2 separate regions of the Gossypium hirsutum genome follow, and region 1 is linked to region 2. A link is a contact called in public Hi-C data. All regions are on one chromosome and are shown on one strand. Each heading gives the region's core, a stretch centred on a gene start, on an enhancer-like site or on the middle of the called end of the contact. The rest is flanking DNA. Distances are from core to core; before and after follow the strand shown.

What was found. Hi-C and Micro-C count contacts between places; a contact is called where the count stands out from the background.
Region 1: a Hi-C map of leaf shows a contact between it and region 2, with 2.9 times the contacts expected there. The contact joins the promoter of LOC107951922 here to the enhancer-like site in region 2. A contact is called at or near these places in 2 of 34 Hi-C or Micro-C datasets (both in leaf).

The regions. Positions count from the first base shown.
Region 1 is chrA02:85,115,254-85,120,290 of Gossypium_hirsutum_v2.1, reverse strand. LOC107951922 (probable inactive ATP-dependent zinc metalloprotease FTSHI 2, chloroplastic) reads right to left here and starts at 2,776. Exons shown (of 12, transcript XR_001698676.2): 1 at 1,221-2,776; 2 at 30-202.
Region 2 is chrA02:84,132,697-84,138,391 of Gossypium_hirsutum_v2.1, reverse strand. No RefSeq gene overlaps it. Among protein-coding and RNA genes, the nearest start is that of LOC107951916, 44 kb to the right of the region's middle. Within about 2 kb of position 1,326, at least 2 of the 9 cell types and tissues checked have an H3K27ac peak or open chromatin away from gene starts, as enhancers often do. A contact at or near this core is called in leaf, where this site is marked.

The sequences.
Region 1 (5,037 bases), core at 1,527-4,026, 980 kb before region 2:
AAAGCAACTAAAATAAAGACGACACTTACATTTTCCTTTGCTTCCTGATAAAGTGCTCGGACACGGGATGCACCAACCCCAACATATATTTCCACAAACTGAGAAGCAGATATGGAGAAGAAGTTTACACCTGCTTCACCAGCTACAGCTTTTGCTAGTAAAGTTTTCCCAACCCCAGGAGGGCCACAAAGAAGTATTCCACCTGATTAAGAAATCCATACAACCTGAAATAAGCCTCTGCAAAGCACTAAAAATGATATGACTAGTAAAATAAAGCAAAACAAGCAATAGAAATAAATTTGATGTTTCTATCATGTTTTACTAGGCACATGCAGCCACAAAAAGTGTTCAAACCAGATGAGAAAAAAGTTCAATGAAACCAGAAATAGGAAGGCAATAGAAATATTTTATGGATCTGTATTATCTTAAAACGGATGATCAGCTTACAATGATGTCTTACCGAAAGAAAAAAAAAAAACAGTTATAAGTAGTTTCTGGATTTCCCTTTTGAGAATACATATGAATGTATATCAAGATAACAAATGGACCAAATTTATTATCTAAGATCAGAGAAGAAACAGAAATAAGGAAAATGTCACATCACTTTTGAATGTTGACCAACTTCTGTTTAAAATGAGAAGACCAGCCAAAATTTGTGGAAAACAACTATCTAATCAGTGTCATAAAGGGATCAAGGATGAGAGTTCCGCTCAGTGACTGAAAAAGGAAAAAAGAAAGGCACAAATACCTCTTGCAAACACGAATGTGGTAAGTATAATGAAACAGAAAGGCTCATCAGATATTCAGCAATCCAGATCAATAACAACTTAATAGTTGTCTTATAGAACTGAATAAACATATCATTATACCATATGATAAAATGCTATAATTCTTTGAACTTTGCGTTATCATCTTTATTTAGAGGTAAGTTGACTACACATGATCCATGAATTTACTGCAATTTTCGTTTAGCCACTTTAAGTGTTACATTCCTACAAATTTAGAGTTTGGGTAGTGATCTCAAAGTAAAAAAGAAAAAGGAAAAAGCTGATTCATCCAATTATAAGCTCTTGTATCCAGGTTGTTAACTTGTCAGTTGTCATGCCAAAGACTTAAGGTAAACAAGACATAACAACTTGCTTGCATGTAGGTTTCGAGTATAACTTCATTGCAGAATATTGAATTTTAAAATAAATTTATTCAGGTTTAGAATTTTTGACCTGGTATTCTTACTCCTCTTCTTCGGTACATCTCCCCATGTGTGAAAAATTTGACTATTTCCTCAAGCTCAAGCCGGATTTTGCCAAGACCTGCAACGTCTGAGAACTTGACATCCACTACTCTCTCCAAATACTGTGGCAGTCTCTTATTTTGTGCTCTCCGCACGCGTGCTCCTGACTTCATGAATTGCATAGCCATCTTCAAATAAGGATTCTGCTCACCTCCCCCTTGCTCAGCCTCATCATCCTCCCCCTCAATTCCTTCCAGTTCCCTCTCCAACTCCCTCATCTTTTTTCTCTCTTCTGCCTCTGCCTTCTCAATCTTCAACCTATCCTCGTAATCCTTCTTCTGCTTTCTGTAACTAAGCACCACTGTCCTATAAAATATCACAAAGAACACCAATCCAAGCGCAGTTGCAACATTTGAATCCTGAGCTAAACTGGCCCACATATTTGCCATACTTTGATAATTCCTTCTAGCATCACGCAATGACTCCTCATACTTCCTCTTCCTAATCTCTCGCTTCTTTCTCCTCTCATCCTCCTTCTTCTGCGCCTTCATAATCTTTTCAATCATCTCTCTCTCTTCCCTCATTCTCGCCAACTCCTCCTTTTTTTGCCTCTTAAACTCCTCTCTTTGTCTCCTAATTTCCAGCGCCCTTTTGGACTCCTTCTTCGGCTTAAACCACGACAACATAAATGCAGGCACCCTCCATAAAAATCCCAAATAAGGAGAAGGCACCTCAGGCCTCTTAATTGGAGGTGTATATGCATTAACACACAAAGATTCAATCTTTAACTCATCCCATGAATCCCAAAACTTCCTATCACTATCTATTGAAGGCAAAACAGTTCTTAACACCCTAGAATCTTCTAAAACTACTAAAACTGGCTCTGCCCTTTGCTTCAAACTAGCACTAGGCGGCTTAATTAAATGTTTAAGCTTTCCCTCATGTTTCAAACTGAGAATTTCAGTATATGGAATCCGGTTGGTTACAACTGGAAGATTTTTCGACCATTGTTTTATCTGCTCAGGGGTCAAAGCTTCTTGAGTTTTTTTCTGAGTTTTTTTCCTATCAGATACTTTAACTGCAGCAAGAGAACTTTGTTGTGGAAATGAAGTGGAGATTATAGTAAGAGTAATGGGTAAAGCAACAAAATTGAAATGGGTTTTCTTGGTTTTATCATCATCATCGGAACTATTGCTCTTAGAGCTATAAATTTGACAAGAAATTGAAGGGTAAGAGCTGAAGAAAAATGGGTTTTGAGGTTTGGGTTTTAAAGATGGAAGCTTTGGGTACAATGAAGAACCAAAAGAGAAATGATAAGCCATGAAAAAACAATGAAGAAAAAAAAATGTGAAGAGAATTATGAGTGAAAATGAACAGAAAAGAATTTCACTATGTTAAGAGATCGAAAGAGATAGACTTACGTAGTGAAACGAAACTGAGACATTGTAGTTAAGGTTATTGAACATTCGATTTAGTCGAATAGGAAGCCTAAGACACAGCATTTTATTCTTTTCTTCTTTCTCTTCAAACCTCTCCCGGATAAAAAACTGCGTCCCCGACCAACAAGAATATTAAACCTTAGTGTTAAACGACGCCGGTTAACATCTATAATAAACCCGCATTAATATTTTGGGTAAAGTACAAGATAATCACCTAACTATGCACTTCATTTTATTTTGGTCACCCAACTATTAATTTTTTGATTTAGTCACTCAACGTTTTGAAATTAAATATTTTAGTTACTCTCCTTTTAGTTGTTGTTAGTTGTGGGCTGGAAAGCTAATGTGAGCTCTTTTTTTATTAACCTAATAACAAATTTAGTCCTTTCAATGTTTACACATTTTATCAATTTGATCCTAAATAAAAAAATATAACAATTTCTACAAAGAAACAATTGGATTCTTTCTCACTCTCAACAATATACACTCTCTAACCCTCTTTTCAACCACCATACCTGATGCATCACCATCTTCAACTCACCCTCACCATATTAATTTCATCTACTCTCAAACCTAACAAACACTAAAGCTTCTATCATCAAACCATTTTTCCTTCAGCCCAAAACTAGTTAAACAACCACAAACATCACGAACTCACCATCTTACCCGTTTGCACGATGCTATCACCATCACCATTTTCCCCTCAAGTCCTACACACCACTCCCACCAACCATTTACTCGAGACCCGCCATATGCTAAGTCTCAACCACCTCTCTTTTAACCCTAACCCAAAAGCAACCCCAAAATACTTTAAAATCCTAGCATACACAACACCCTTAATACTTGATAGTCATAAAAACAACCAATAAACCAACAACCATTAAGATCTTTACTTTAGAGAGGAAAATTTAGCACCATATGCAAAAGAAGAAACGAACCAAAAGATTTAGGAAAAAAAAGTGAATTGAAAAAAAAACAAAAAGAACTCATATTGACTTGGCTTGGCTTAGTTTGGTTTAAGTGGTTCGGGTTCAACTCTTAGTGATCCCAATAGAAAAAAAGTTAATTGTTGACCAAAGGAGTAAAAGGAGGCCGAAACAATAGTGGATAAAGAAGACAATCTAAATAGTGGTGCAACTATTAGAGAAGTAGCAACGATTGGTGGTTGTGGCACAACATTGGACAATCAAAGGTTTTGAAAAAAAAAAGAAAGAAAATAAGAGAGAAAAAAGTAGAGGAAGTGAAAGAGTAAATAGAGAGGAGTGTCAATGGTGCTAGATGCTGATAAAGGTGAGTTGAATATGGTGATGCATCGTGTATGGTGGTTGATAAGAGGGTTGATAGGTGTCTTGCCGATAGTGAGAGAGGGATCAATTGTTTCTTGATAGAACTTTTTAGATTTAGGATCAAATTGATAAAATGTGTAATCATTAGAGGGCTAAATTTGTTATTAAGGCAATAAAAAGGTCAACATCAGCTTTTTGTCCCATAGCTAATAGCAACTAACGAGAAAGTGACTAAAATATTTAATTTCAGAAAATTGAGTGACTAAATAAAATAATAATAATACTTGGGTGACCAAAATAGAACTAAGTGCATAGTTAGTGTCTATTATTGTAATTTACCTTAATATTTTTGTTTACGACTATATGTATAGTGAAACTAAGGTATCTATGATATTTGTCCCAATAATGTCATTTCAAAGTTTGAATCTAAATTCTCTTTATGAAATTATAGTGAACCTTACTATCAGGGCGGTCTTCCCCTTGGAATTTTTAGATATTTTAACTTTATATATAAACTATCATGTATTTTGGATTTGGTGTCCACATTGTATAACATTCGCCCCCTTAAGTCATAAGGTTATACTTTATATTAACAAAGTATTTTTCAGTTTTTAATTATATAACTTTAATAATAATAAAATATTAATGTATGATGGGTCTTGAAATACTAAATTTAGAGGTCCAATATGGACTTTGAAGCCAAATTCCAAAATTAATTGATTTGGCCTATACCTACACATAATAGGTTAGCAACTTTCTTGTATTTTGATTTGTATATCTTACTAAGGAATTATCTTCCTCTAGTAAGGTACCGACATTTCCAAAAGAAAAAACAAAGGAGTTTTATGCTGAGAGTGAGAGCACAGAGTAAAAAAATATAAATTATCTTCCTCTTGGCTCCTTATGTAAAAGACTTCTCGGTAAATATTTTTGCATAAATTATGTTCTTTATTTATTTGACTTATTATTTTTTTCCTTTTTCCTAATATGTTTTTATTTAAATATTATTACAATCTTCAGGTTTTACGATTATATTATGGTCAATAAAAAGATCAAATCTTTTTTCAAGAAAAGGGTGTTA
Region 2 (5,695 bases), core at 77-2,576:
TGTTTAAGCACTCACTGAGCTTTCATAAGCTCACCCATTCTCTTATATCATTACAGTGATTTAGCTTGTGAAGAGGTGGAGAAGTGAGCCATCCAAGTGATCCATAACGAGGCTCTAGCTACCTTGGTATGTTGATGTGTTCCCAAATCTAATTGAGGAAGGCAATATGAGACCAAATAGTGGGATTTAGAATTAGATTTTGTTATAATCATTGAGATGTAATTGGACATTACAGACTCTTATTGGTTTGATTTGGAAGTTTTATTACTGCTTCAGACAAATGATTGAATGGTAGATTGCGAATGCTTGATGAATAGTATGAGTAATTGTTCAATTAACTTGTAAGTGCAGGTTGAAGAACCACTGGTTAACGAGGTAAGTCTTATATGTTTTATGTGTGATTTGGAAATTAATCATGAGCTTAGTTTTCATGGAATGTAAAATTGGACAAATTACGTAAATAGTAGGTGGCCTATGAACTAATTAAATGATGATGATTTTATGAAGAGACGCATGATGTTTTAATGAATCTTCCTAAACAAGATTCATATGTATTACTCTATTATACTATTTTCAACCTTGTGAAATGGTGTTTTCCAACATTTTACTTCATTATGATATAGATCCAATCATTTGTTTTTAAATAAAATGACTTCTAAAATCTTCTTAAATTTAACCTTTTAAATACACTATCACCTGCATGGATGTTCAACTGAAGCTTTTAGAATATTTTTTATTAATAATTCAATTTACGAACTATGCTGATGACATGATGATTAGAGTAGCGCAAAGAAAGCATGGATTTAGGATTTTGCATGTTTAAATGAATAACTGTGTGAGATGTGATTGGTTGAATAGTATCTATTCTGGTGTTTTGACGAAAAAATCACTTCGGTGGTTAATATGATATTTGAAATTCGAATTGAACTGTCTTGAACGGATTTGAAGCGCCGCAAAATAAAAGACAAAAACTTATAGAAATCAGTAAATTGTTGATTTATTGATACTTGTGTTGCCATAATTTTTAACCAAAACATTCTTAAATTAATGTGAAATGGTTTAAAATTTGAAAATTGTTATATCAAAACCTTGCTAGTTTTGCATTTAAGGCATCCACCTGATTTGAGTGCTTGCGGACATAAAGGCTTATCCACATAAGGAGTCATTTGTATCTTACTAGAAATCTATCCCATCACATCCATTACATCTCAAATGTCATGAACTCGTTCCATCAACCACTTTATGATCTCTCTTATTCAATCACATCACCCATAACCTTACTCCCCAGTCTACAAGGTTAGGCAACAATATGCTATGGTCCACATACAATATCTTTCAAGGCCCTTGACGTATAAAAGGATACTCCTCCCGCAAGAAGAGTGGATCGGCCATTCTCTCTTCAAAATTCTTGACACATTAATCATGGTATAGACAAACCTCCAAACTTCATATCAACAATTATTATTATCATTGTCGGTATTGTTTCTTGTATATCAACAAATCTTATTGAAGGTCAAAAGTTTTAGGTAATATGTTAGGTGAAATTAATGTGTGAAAGAATGGAAATTTGTGGGTTAATTTTAATTTTAAAAGACTTACTTTTTTGTCTTTTTGAGTTTTTTTTATATGCCTTGATAGCTTCACATATAAGCTTTACTTTCTTAAAGCAACTTTAAATTTGCTTATGGGTTTTATTTTTGTTATAAAATATTTATTTTGAATAAAGTTATACTAAAGAAGAAAAAGAAAATTACTAAGATCATAATTCAGTTGTTTGAGAAGGAATGTCATGTTTTACTTGGAAAGTAGCGCCACAGTCAAAATCATCCTAATAAGAAGAGCTTTTACAAAGTTAAATTACTATGTAAAGTAATCTACTTTATACTTTTAAACTTTAAGAAATTATTTAGTTTTTTTTTATTTAAACTTCTTGCTCTACACTCACCACTTGTTTCTTCTCTGCGTTTGGTCTCTCCATAATAATAATAATATTAAATTTGAAACTATTTGTCTCCATATATTCAATATAAATATTAAAATGTATTACAATAAATATAAGTTAAGAATAAAAAATTTAATATTTTAAAAAATTGAATTAATTACTATTTGTGACCATATATACAAAACAAATAATAACTTTTAAAATTTTAAAGAGAAAATAAAAGTTTATTGTTTAAAATTATTATATAAAAGTATAATGTTAATTTAAAATTAATAAACTTCGATAGTAAAATATTTAAATCAACATTTCGATTATGAATTATAAAACGTTTTTTAAATAATACTTAATTTATTTTCGTTTGATTAAAAATATATAATTTTGAATAAGATTATGTAACTATTAAATTTTGATAAAAATGTTAAAATAATTATTAACGTTTAATTTTTTATTAGGTTTATTTAACATTATGTATTAGAGTACTACTTGATTAATTTATTAAAAATTACAAAAATGTAGTTTTTTTTTCAATATGTGTTACTTGAATTTTAATTCAATTTCCATATGATATCCGAAAATAAATGTAGTTTTAAATATATATTATTTAATTTTTTATTGTTTAGTTAAAATTATAGAATATAATTTTTTAATTTTTTAGTTAGACATTTAAATATAATAATAACATTTATCAATTCATTAATTAAAGTTATAAGCTAACTATTAAGAAGTGAAATTTTATAAATAAAATAAGGAAAAAAACTAATATATTTTTTTCTCATAAATAATTGAAAATATACAAAGATTATTGTAGATACTAATATTAAGTGTTGAATGTAATGGTAAGACATACTGCATTTTTAAGTAGAGATCGAGGTTCGAACTGACATTGTTGAGAGGGGTAGCCATGAGTTCCGAACATAGATTATAAAACGGACATGAATAATACCGAAAAAGATAATATTAAGTTAAATGGATGGATTGCTGGTATGTATTAATTAAAATATGTTAAATTATTTTATATTTTGTTATAAGTTTTATAAGTAATATGAAAAAAGTTTAAACATATTATTTCAATACTAAAAAAATTCAAACACTAATAAGTGGTATTATTGGTCAAAATTAAAATAGATTGTGTAATTAAAAATATTTAATATTCCTTCATTATATATAAATAAGTTTTAAATTTGATAGTCTAAACTTTTTAGATAAGTAAAAAGATTATTTTGAAATTTCAAATCAAATTGGTTGCCTATATTTTTAATTCTAAGATAAAACTATTTTATTTTTAAATTTCAGATATAATTTTCTAATTTTAAAATAGTATTTTCAATATATTGAAACTATTTAAAACTTGATTAAGTAATGTGATTTCAATGTAAAATTTGAAAATGTTGGATGTTATGTTTCTTTTTTCAAATCTTTTATGTTAAAATAAAAAATTAATATAATTTTTAATCAGTTTTAATAATTTTAAATATGTTTTTTAAGTAACTAAATTGTCATTTTTATTATCATTTCTTACTGTACTAACATATCTTTCACGGCGGGGTCTGCCGTCTCTGGCACGTTTCTAGTCTGCCATTCTTGGAACGTCTCTTTTCTTGGGTTTTTGTTTTTGTTTGTAAGTGGAGGGGCGACGGCTCAAATCTAGATTATAAGGTTTCTTTCTGTATAGCGTTTTGTTTCAATCGGGATTTACACCTGCAATTAATGGAAAACGAATTAGTAGGACTATCACTCAACGAAGAAGAAGATGCCATCCAACAAGTCCAAAGTGAACCAAATATAGAAAGAGGAGAGGAGATCTTCAGGTTAGTAGGATGTTTTTTAACTGCTAGTGTTATTCATTTTCCTGCAATGAGAAGCACAATGGCAAATCTTTGGCATCCTGTTAGGGGTGTTCACATTTGAGATTTGGGTGAAAAGAGATTCTTGTTTCAATTCTATCATATCATGGATTTGGATAATGTTGAAGGGATCTCCATGGACATTTAATAATCATTTGCTAGTTTTACATAAGTTACAATGGGGAGAAGATCCTCAAAAAATGCAACTGTTCATGGCACCGTTTTGGGTCCAGACTCATAACATCCCCGTTGGACTTTTTTCGAAAAATTTGGCAACCCAATTGGGAAATTTTATCGGAGAATTTATTGAGTATGATGGATCAAATCTGGGAAAGAGAAGTACAAATTATTTGCGGGTAAGAGTTCGGAAGGAGGAAACGAATTTTGTTCAGCGGGAATTGTACCTATGTAAGTTTCAGGTACGAGCGACTCTCTCTTTTTTGCTTTTATTGCGGTCGACTGGGGCATAACGATTCATTTTGTGAAGCAAAGATGATGCTAGGGGTGGAAGTAGCTGAGGTGGGTTGGGATTTCTCCATACGAACGCAATCTCGGAGGGCTGTAGCAATGAATAATGTGTGGTTGAGAGACGAAGGGGATGGGAAAATGAACTGTGACGGGGGAAGCACAGTTAGAAAAGGGAGTAATTTTTAGACTGGTACAAATACAAAAGTGGGATACGGACAGTCTTTCGACCAAGTCTTGGGGTTCAATCTGGAAGGTTGGAGAATACTAGGAAATCACATGGGGAGTAACTCATTGTTAGTTCCTGATTTAACTGATATGGACACGATCTGGAGGAAGGTACTCTGATTGGCGAAGAAGGGAATAAGCGGGCTAGAGGAAAGATGGAAGGTGTGATAGTATTGGGAAAGGAAAACTCTCTGATGGGTAGAAATAGGAGATTGTTGGAAGAAAATCAATTTGTATCGGTGGCTGCCAAGAGGCAAGCAGACCGGGTGCAATGAAACTGTTAAGTTGGAATGTTCATGGATTGGGAAACCTACGAACAGTTCGAAGACTTTGATACATGCTGAAGTTACAAAATCCCCAAATGGTCTCCTTCATGGAGACGAAAATATGAAAAAGTTAAATTGAGAGGATTCGTAGTAGGTGTGGGTATGTTTATGGGATTGAAGTTGATCCAGATGGCACTAGAGGTGGATTATGTTTGGCGTGGAAAGCGGAGGTGTGTGTTACGCTTCAACAATACTCGAAAAGGTTTATTGATGTGGTAGTAGATGAATCTGATGTGAGAGGTCAATGGAGGTTTATTGGCTTTTATGGGTCCCCATATGTACATGATCGAAATAATTCCTAGGAGGAGTTAAAAAATTTATTCAATCGGGAGAGATTTCCGTGGTTTGTTTGCAGGGACTTTAATGAAATAATGTACGATTTTGAAAAAAATGGAAGGTTACCGAGAGAAGAAAGAAGAATAGAGTTATTCCGTAGTGTCTTAAGTGATTACAGCCTAATGGATGTTGGATTTTCAAGGAGATGGTTTACATGGAAGAGGGAAACTTACCGGAGACAAATATACGTGAAAGGCTTGATAGGGGCGTTGCAAATGAAGAATGGATGGCCATGTTTCCTAAGGTAACTATCAAAAACCTCACTCATTCGTTCTTTGGTCATTGCCCCTTATTGATAAATACAATCAAGGTAGATCAAGGGTTGAAGAAGAAAGCTTTTAGGTTTGAAGCTTGGTGGACAATAGAGGAGTCATTCGAGGAAGAAGTCAAAAGTTTTTGGGGGTTATCTTCGAGTAACTTGTTGCAGAAATTAGACTTGCTTAAGCATAGTTTGACGAACTGGCCTATTCGGATCCAATCTGATCGCAAACGGTGCAGGGCAGTTCTTATAGACAGATTATCAGAATTTTTAGCAGATAAGAGAGACGATTCTA